3 separate regions of the Triticum aestivum genome follow, and regions 2 and 3 are each linked to region 1. The links are chromatin contacts, called in public Hi-C maps. All regions are on one chromosome and are shown on one strand. Each heading gives the region's core, a stretch centred on a gene start, on an enhancer-like site or on the middle of the called end of the contact. The rest is flanking DNA. Distances are from core to core; before and after follow the strand shown. Region 1 holds the start of LOC123091355 (glutathione S-transferase U17). Region 2 holds the start of LOC123091339 (probable glutathione S-transferase GSTU6). Region 3 holds the start of LOC123123837 (probable glutathione S-transferase GSTU6).

What was found. A called contact is a pair of places that touch in the nucleus more often than the background predicts.
Region 2: a contact with region 1 is called in a Hi-C map of leaf, with 4 times the contacts expected there. The contact joins the promoter of LOC123091339 here to the promoter of LOC123091355 in region 1. A contact is called at or near these places in 2 of 5 Hi-C or Micro-C datasets (both in leaf).
Region 3: a Hi-C map of leaf shows a contact between it and region 1, with 4 times the contacts expected there. The contact joins the promoter of LOC123123837 here to the promoter of LOC123091355 in region 1. A contact is called at or near these places in 1 of 5 Hi-C or Micro-C datasets (leaf) and 1 of 1 datasets of contacts at active chromatin or transcription factors (leaf).

Annotation. Positions count from the first base shown.
Region 1 is chr1B:355,990,248-355,993,360 of IWGSC CS RefSeq v2.1, forward strand. It overlaps LOC123091355 (glutathione S-transferase U17), which reads left to right and starts at 1,552. Exons shown (of 2, transcript XM_044512851.1): 1 at 1,552-1,958; 2 at 2,089-2,603. The coding sequence starts at 1,623. The coding sequence ends at 2,466.
Region 2 is chr1B:355,672,445-355,675,557 of IWGSC CS RefSeq v2.1, forward strand. LOC123091339 (probable glutathione S-transferase GSTU6) reads right to left here and starts at 1,417. Exons shown (of 2, transcript XM_044512830.1): 1 at 1,007-1,417; 2 at 337-921. The coding sequence starts at 1,330. The coding sequence ends at 535.
Region 3 is chr1B:355,707,133-355,710,245 of IWGSC CS RefSeq v2.1, forward strand. It overlaps LOC123123837 (probable glutathione S-transferase GSTU6), which reads right to left and starts at 1,450. Exons shown (of 1, transcript XM_044544469.1): 1 at 339-1,450. The coding sequence starts at 1,398. The coding sequence ends at 691.

The DNA.
Region 1 (3,113 bases), core at 302-2,801:
CTGAGCGGGTTCCGAGTGATACCAATGCTCAGAGGAATAACCTCCGGTGGATGCTTAGTCCAGAAGCTCGCTTCCGACCACTTCAAGAGGAACTAGCTGGATGGTTCAGCAGGGAAGTCCTCCATCCTAAAGGAGAACACTATTACGAGGACGTAGAACTTTATATGCATTAAATCATGTATGGAAACTTGTTCAAAATTGTATATGGTCATCCGATGATATTGAATATATATTGTATATTCCTCTTGAATTCTTTTTGGTTCTAATTTCAAATTTATTTGAAATTGTACATTCATATGCATGTATGTAGTACCGTAGAATATATGAAACTCCTTCAAAATTAAAATAAAGCACAAAAGAAATAAAACAATACAAATTAAACAGAAAACAGGTTTAGGGGGGGGGGCTAAAACCCTAAACCTGCGGCGGCCTTTAGTCGCGGTTGGCCAGAAGAACCGCGACTAAAGGTCCTCCGCCCCGACGGCCACCTGGCGCCCACGTGGACGGGCCTTTAGTCGCGGTTCTTAAGCAACCGCGACTAAAGGGGGGGGGCTTTAGTCGCGCCCGTTCGGTCGCGGTTGCGCAACCGCGACTAATGGCAGTTGCGAACCGCGACCAAAGGCCCTTTTTCCACCAGTGATGCTTGGAAAGTTAAAGTAACTTTGAAAATCAAAGTGTTTATGTGGTTTGTGCATAAGCAAGTTATTTTGACTAAGGATAATTTGGCAAAACGCAATTGGACATGATCTACGAGATGTAGCTTTTGCGACCAACACGAACCAATCAAACACCTCTTTTTTGATTGTCCGCTGGCAAAAATTATGTGGCGGTCGGTTCACATAGCTTTTAACATTACCACCGTACTCTATCAACGCGTTATATGGGGCGTGGCTTGATGGGATAGATTCAGATACAATAAGACATATTCGTGTAGGTGTATGTGCTTTATTATGGGCAGTCTGAAACTGTAGAAATGATCTGGTCTTTAACAGAATAACAAATATTCACCTTTTGCAGGTTATCTTCAGGGCCACTGTGTTGATTCGTATATGGTCGCTACTCACTCCAACGAAGGCCAGGGAGCGTTTAGTTACTGCGTCTACCCAATGGGAGATGGTAGCACGGGATATTTTCAACCGGTTTGAATGGCGGTTATGTAATAGGACAGGCATGTAGTGCTCCTACCTTTTCATGCCAGTCGGTTGTGGCTTTTCTACTACTGATTAGCTCTTCGTGAGCCTTTATTTTGTTCTTTGTTCGAGACTTGGAGACTTATGCTGGACCTTTTGTTTATTAATAATATTGGCCGTATGCATCGTTCTGATGCAGAGGCTGGGGCGAATCCCCCTTTTTGAAAAAACGTGGTCTCGAGAAGGTTACCTGACCACAGAAAATCCGATACACGCTCGCTCCTGTGACGAAAGGGCTCGCATCAAGTCATCAAGAAACGTGCGTCTAGCTCACTGGTACACAAGTCGAGCGACGCACGGCTTCAAACCATGACGCACGCGACGACGTCGAAGCCGTAGTGGCCGATGCTTCAATTCACTTCATATAGACATACCGCCTCAGCTCAGTCCTCACTGCAGAAACACCACACGATCTGAAAAAATCGACAAAACATGTCGTCGGAGAAACAGGAGACGGCGTCGGTGCGCGTGCTGGGCAGGTGGCCGAGCCCGTTCGTGATCCGGGTGCTGATAGCTCTTGGGCTCAAGAGCGTGGACCACGAGCTCGTGGAGGAGGCCGTGGGCAACAAGAGCGAGCTGCTGCTCGCCTCCAACCCCGTGCACAAGAAGATCCCCGTGCTCCTGCACCACGGCAGGCCCGTCTCCGAGTCCCTCATCATCCTCCAGTATGTCGACGAGGCCTGGGCCTCCCAAGCCCCGGCGCTCCTCCCGTCCGATCCCTACGCCCGGGCGGCCGAGCGGTTCTGGGCCCAGTACGTCGACGACAAGGTAAAAAGACAAGGCAATCCAGTTCTGATTTTCGCTTTGAACTTCTCAGTTCTCAGCAACAAAATGATAGTATGAGATTACAAAGCTTTCCCCTAAACAAACGTGTGCTCCCTGTTCAATGGATGCGTAGTTCCCTACGGCGATCCGCGTCCTGAGGGGAAGGCTGGACGGAGACAAGGACGAAGCGGCGGCTCAGGTGTGCGCCGCTCTGCAGCACCTGGAGGTGGCCTTCGCCGACTGCAGCCAAGGGAAGGATTACTTCGGCGGCGACGGCGTGGGTTACCTGGACATTGCTCTGGGGTCGCACCTCGGATGGATCAGGGCGGTAGAGAGGATCGCTGAAATCAGGCTGCTCGACGCGGCCAAGGTTCCTAAGCTGGCCGCCTGGGCGGATCGGTTCTGCGCCCACCCGGCGGTGGCGGACGCCATGCCTGAGGTGGACAGGTTCGTGGAGTTCAGCGTCAAGAATGGCGGCGCTGTGAAGGCGGCTAGTGCTAATTACAAGTGAACGAACTGTGGTGGACACTAGACAGTGCTCGATGGCATAGCAAGAATAAGTAACCTGCTGGCTAAGTAACCTGCTGGCTGTCGGTGTAAACCGTCCTTTTTACACGAAAATGATAAATCCCGAACGTTCGGATTTAAGCATGGCAATCTAAATGTTTTTATGACAACATTAATTCACGTGAGGTTGACAAACATGTTTTAACAACTAAAGTTGTCACCTCGCATCAACTAAACTTGTCATGAAAAAACATTCGGAATTACATGTTTAAAATCCGAAAATCGGGATTTATTGGGGTCTTTTTTATAATGAAGAAAAGAGCTCTTGGTGAAATGCGGCTCAATACTGTTTAGAAATTCTAAATGTTTTTATGGCAACATTAGTTCACGTGAGGTTGACAAACATGTTTTAACAACTGAAGTTGCCACCTCGCATCAACTAGACTTGCCATGAAAAAACATTCGGAATGACATGCTTAAAATCCAAAAATCGGGATTTATTGGGGTCATAATGAAGAAAAGAGCTCTTGGTGAAATGCGGCTCGATATTGTTTAGGAATAACTAGAGGAACTTATGATTAAAAAAAATAACTAGAGGAACATGCTCGCTTTTTTGTATGTTTTGATATTTTTCTTAATACAGTACAAACT
Region 2 (3,113 bases), core at 167-2,666, 320 kb before region 1:
TTTTCGTCGTCCTGGGGGGCGACTGGGCCGTTTTTTTGGCGTCAGCGCCGAGAAAGTCGCCTGAGGGGGGGCCTGTTGGGGGTGCGGCTGGAGATGCTCTTAAGTAGTTGGTGCCTCCGCTCGGTCACACCCACTCCGGGCCTTGGTTCCGCGGGTTGGGCTTCCTTCGCCTCGCGGGTCGGCCCACGCCGAGACCGTATGCTTGACGAGGAGAGGGCGTGGGGTTGTAGTGGGCCTGACATGTTACCTCCCCCGTTGATCGGTAGATACAATTGCATCTACCCACACCCTGTAATATTGTCAGAATTATATCCATGACAAAGAATATACTTATGATTTCACCCGCAAAAAAAAAGAATATACTTATGATTTCTTACAAACGATTTGTTATCCTCTTTGGAGAAGTAGCTACGTGGTGTCAGGAGGGAAACCAGTCCATTCTTTGCATCCTTACAAGACATGACTATAAAGCTGGCCTAAAGAGAAAATTCGCTGTACTTGCTAGCTGGGTCGACAAATTCCACTCTACTTTTGTCACGACAGCAACTGGGCAACCGTGGAACCAGCCCGACGAGACTGAAGCTTCGTCAGGTACTCCACCGCCGTGTCAACGTCCGGCACCACCTCCTTGGCCGTATCAGTCTCCCCAAACTGCTTCACCCACGCGGCCAAGAGCGGAGCCCTACCCACCTCAACGACCACGACGCCGAACATCTTCTGCAGCGCTTCGAACCAGAGCAACTGCGAGCCGACGACGAGGTCGAGGTACCCGACGGAATCGCCGGCGAAGAAGGCCTTTCCCTTCGAGCACTTGCCGAACGCCTCCTCCAATTGGCCGATAGCCGCTAGCGTGTCCTCGACCTTCTCCGCTCTCTCCTCCTCCGTCGCCGCCCACATGATGCCTACCCAGGCCGGCAAGAGCTGCAAGACACCACGACCATGAAACCCGGCTCAAACTCAAACACTACTGTAGGAAAAGTTGGGGCAACAGCACACACGCAAGCACCTTGCTGTCGGCGTAGGCGGCCCAGATGCGAGCGGCGGCGCGATCGTAGGGGTCGGCGGGGAGGATCGAGGGGCCCGTGGCCGCCCAGACCTCGTCGACGTACTGCACGATGGCCAGCGACTCGCAGATGGGTTTGCCGTCGTGGATGAGCACCGGGACCTTCATGTACACCGGGTTGGACTTGCGGAGGAGCTCGCCCTTGGTGAACAGGTCCTGCTCTATGTACTCGTAGCCGATGCCTTTCAGCTGCAGCGCCATGCGTACACGGATGACGAACGGGCTCACCGTCAAGCCGAGCAGCTTCAGACTTCCTTCGGCAGCCATTGTTTCGTTCTCCGTCTGTTTTTCTCCATTTGTCTATCTGTGCAACACTGGCAGACACCGTATTCTTCACGTTTGTATACCCACGTGCGTCACCAGTGACGCGGTTGGCAGTCAAAGTACAGTAGTTAGTCCACCTTTTTTCCATTAGATGACAGTGGCATTATTATTTCCGTTCGGCATTTCAGTCCACCCCGAGATTCTTCTCGCACGCGTGGATGGATTGGCTCTGCAACTTGTTGCCGGCCCTGTCGGTTTGTCCACAGCTCCAGATTACTACTGGGACACCGTGCTCAATATAGACGAATAGACGCGCGCACGGAAAACTCTTGCCGAGAGCCGGGCCGTGAAAAGTGCATGAAGGACCAAGCAGACGGACAGAATACGTGCCAAGAAATTTCTGAAACAAACGACCCAGAGTCAAGACTAAATCTGCAACCCATTAAAATTCAAAAAAAAAAATCTGCAACCCATTGAATTTGTAGTAGTGTAGTAACTGGTTCCGTCTGGAATTAGTTGTCGCTGAAATAAATGTATAAAACGTATTTCAATACTTTACATCCGACTGAGCAACAAGTTATTCCGGGCGGAGGGAGTAGGAAGTACTTCCTTTTGGCCCCCGCGTCGCTCCGCTCGGGGCGACTCGGGTGGCAACGAAAACCCTAGCCGCCGCCCTCCCTTCCCCTCCTCCTCCCCCCTCGCCGCCGCCCGAGGATGCCTCCGGCGAAGCCCGCGTGGTCGCCCAAGACGGTGGCGGCGAGGATCTGGCTGCTTCGCTCCTCGAGGAGGGCTTAGGCCGGCGAGGCAGCGGCCTCGGGTGGTGTGGCGGCGCCGTTTCTGCGGCGAGCGGTGTCGCGGGTGTTGCCCCCCGTCTTCTTGGTCGCGAGGGCGGCGAGTGACGGTGGGCGCTGGCGCCGGTCGCAACGGGGGCGCGGCCCCCCTGTTCGCGCCTGGATCTGAAGGCAGCTTCCACTCCCCCTCAGCGCGCTCCTCCTCGCCGGATCTGGTCGCCGGTGGCCTCTGGACGCCGGATCCGTGGCTGGTGGGGTTGCTTGGAGCTGCGGAACTGGACCGGGAGAAATCCTTGGCTGGTTCTCCGGCCACGGCATCGGCGACACAGGCAGGTGCCGTTTTCCTCCTCGGAGGCTTTGTCGAGGTTCGTTTCCTCTCCCTCCTGCTCCATGACCCGGGTGAAAACCCTTGTCTTCTCAAGACTGGACGGCAACGGCGCAACGTGCGTCGCCACCTTCTTGAAGGTGTCGTCTTGGGCATAGTAGGAGTGTGCAGAGTGCTGTGAGGTGGGTGTCGGGTTGGCTGCGTCAGCAGCGAGGGAGATGAAGCTTGGTGCTCTGTTTATGTAGCAGTGATGCTCTGCTTTGGCTTGCTCGTCGGATCCTTACTTGCTTGCTCGCCGGTTGGCGCCATTCTTGGGCAGGGAGGGGATAGGGCTCCTCTCTTCTGCTAGCAGCAACTTGATGCAGTGGCTTGGGCATGGAGCCTATCCATTCAGGCTTGATCTGCTTCCTGTAAGGTTGCTTCATCTTACTCGTTGTTCGTTTGTTCAGTGTCAGTGCCTTTGTGTAGTTTTTCCCCTTGGTGGTTGTAGCGGTGACCTGCGGTGTGGCAATTCGTCCGGTTCCTCGTGCAGCGCTGTGTCGGGTTGAGAATCTCCCATGGTGCCCGGCATCGTGTCCTATCCTGGCTCTAGGGTGAGCTTCTCCATATTACAACGGTCCGGCACCTTTCGAGCCAAGGCGAGGGGCAAGGGTCCCATTTGGATTTGGAG
Region 3 (3,113 bases), core at 200-2,699, 280 kb before region 1:
TATTTGATTGGTGCTCTTTGAAGTATGCAAATTCTGTTTGTGGTTTTTTGTCCAGGTAAGTTCAGGCACACAACAAGGAAGGTTGGAAAAAATAGTCGTTGTGATGGTAAAGAAAATATTATGTTTTTTGTTAATAAATGACTACAAAGTTTAAAAGATTTTTTTGCAAGGAAAATATTTTTTTAAAATTTCGATGAGATGCTTGACAAGACAGGAACAATTAATTAGAGGTGTATCATTAGTACCACACTAAAAATGTTTTAGCGATGTTTCCATGGATCTTGGTTAAGATCAAAGTTTGCATGAACTAAACGTGTTCTGCAGATACAATCATCACAAAAATTGAACATAATTTTGTTATTTCTGCCGTTGCAACGCACGGACATATGTGCTAGTCATATTAACATATAATCTTTCAATGGCAAAATTGAGCAACCTAAAAACCAAAAGACAAACCCCACTAACGTGACAAAGCCAAGGACAGAAATGTAAATGTCCCTTAAAAAACAGAGGAGGAGCTGTCACGACAACCACACAAGTTTTTAAACTGGTAATATCACATACTTGCATATTATGTCGCCATTATTCGAGAAAAAGAAACAGAAACGTGGCCATTTTAGTAATTCCAGCTAACTCCACACTTGGCTATTTTCTCCTTGCATCAGCTGCTCACCAGGCCGCCATGCCGCTTTATTGAGTGCTTGCAGCCGCGGCGGAAAGCCGGGCCTGTATTCCCCCGGCGTACTCAACCACCCTGTCGACGTCCTGGAAGACCGCCTTGGCCGCGTCGAGCTCGCTAATGCGCTCCATCCATGCCGCCAGCAGCGGGGCCCTGCCGGCGTCGATTAACTTGTCGGCGGAGAGCCTCTCGGTGGCGCGCACCCACGGCACCATGCTACCGAGCAGGACGTCGACGTACCCGACACAGTCGCCGCCGAAGAAGCCCTTCCCCTTGGAGCACTCCCTCAGGCCTTCCTCCAGATGACCCACGGCCGCCACCGTCTGCCTCGTCCACTCCGCCCTCTCCTCGTCGGTCGTCACCCTGAACACCTTCCCCCACGGCGCCAGCAGCTTGTCTTCGACGTAGGCGGCCCAGAAGCGCGCGACGGCGCGCTCGTAGGGGTCGGCGGGGAGGAGGGACGGGCCGACGCCGGCGAAGGCCTCGTCGATGTACTGCAGGATGACCTGGGACTCGCAGACGGGCTTGCCGTTGTGGATGAGCACCGGGACCGTCTTGCGCACCGGGTTGGAGCGGAGGAAGAGCTCGCTCTTGTTGGCGAGGTCCTCCTCGACGTACTCGTAGCTCACGCCCTTGAGGCGGAGCGCGAGCTGCACCCTGACCACGTACGGGCTCGCCCACATGCCCAGCAGCTTCAGCTCGTCTCCTGTGTCTGCCATTTTCTCCCGTGGGGTGGGCGTGCCTCAAGGTTCCGTGTGATTCTGTGGTTAGTGTGGAGTGCGGAATATATAAAGGATCGATGCGTCATCCATGATGCTTCAGGCTGTAAGTGGGACGCTCCGCGGGAGGCCCGCGTCCGCCCCACATCTGCCGCGTAGATTAAATGGGATACCCGCCAAAGCCCATATATTATTATGTGAGATATGTGGGTTTAGTGGAATATTCACTTAATTGATGCAGATGTACCTGTTGAAATACGTTCGCATTGTCATCTTGAGGTGGTGAGCTACCATCACTGGTTCCTTGGGAGCTTTAACAGCTCGTGTGCATAATGCGCACGTACAGCCGGCATGCACGGCATGCACGACATGCCTTGGCCTAGTAGTGCTCTAGTGCCGTTGTACTTGCAGCACCAACAAACAACACTATAATTAACTGCCCGTATAATTAACTCTCCAGTAGCAAGACGAATAGAGAGGCAATATTTAAACAGTACAATGCCCACCTAGTCCATACAGACACTTAATTATAGTTCATACAGAAACAGAGAATAGATTATTTGTCATGCAGAGAAACAGAGAGCAGGGACAGTACAACCACTATTCTTAGTCTCTCAAAAGGATCTAGCAGTTAATCATGCAGGAACTTAACATCACACACATAGCAGCAGCGCATACATGCATAAAATTCAGTTAAAACCTCGAGCTTTGTATGGATTGAAAGAGGGGGAAACAGCAGGAATCTTCCTTCTCTTGTCAATTGCAGATTCTCTTCTTGAAACTTTTCCTTCTAGATTCTTGGTTGATGCCTGGGGTAGGCCTCTTCTCGCAGTCCTTTCCAGTGGCGCCGGCAGCAGGAATGCTGAGAGAAGAGAATTATGTGGTGGTGGGAAGAGTTGCGGCTGCGGAGGTACATGGCGGCTCTGGGGCGGCCGGCAGCCGACGGAGATAGACGGCGGTGCTGCAGCGCCCAATGCGGGAATGGAAGATGACGCTCGTGCGGCCATAGAGGAGGTCGACGAAGTCAATAGGTTGGCCATGGAGGAGGTGGACGACGGGTATAGGCCGGCCACGGCGGCGCGGCCATGGCTGGCGGCGAGCCCTAATCCCCGCGGCGTGCCCAGGCTAGTTAGTTAGATAGGTGGGTTCGATGTGGGCATCGTGGGACAACCCACATATTCCACATATCGGGATGTGCTGACCGTGGATGTCCGCGAATGCAAAATAAACGGGCCTTTAAGTGGGCACCGTGGGCGGCCCGTGTCCACTTGCAACCTGAATGATGCTTGTGCCGACGACTTTCCTCCTAAGCATGTGGTCACGCTCTCGTGCATGACCTGTGTTTTCTTGCACAACGGTGCTCAGCCACATTTCGGGAGTTCAATATGTTTTCCGTCGGTACATGATAGCAACGTTGGAACGTTCAATGGGTACTTCAATCTTCATCTGGATTATTAATCCAAGAAAACTTCCAAGCTCTAACCAGGCGCCATCGTCTGGTTCTTGTGAGGGGCTGCTCTCCCAGATCCAACGCGGCGGCGGCAATGGGTGGCGCGGGGGGGCCTCGTAGTCCTACGGGTGGCCAACATCGAGGGCCCCTGACTTCTTGACAAAGAAAAAAGAAAAAAAAAGTTACAAATACAAACGGTGTGAATAGTTAGTTTAAGGGTATCATCCAAAAGTTTCCTCCTAGCCGCATACATTTTAAACTTTTG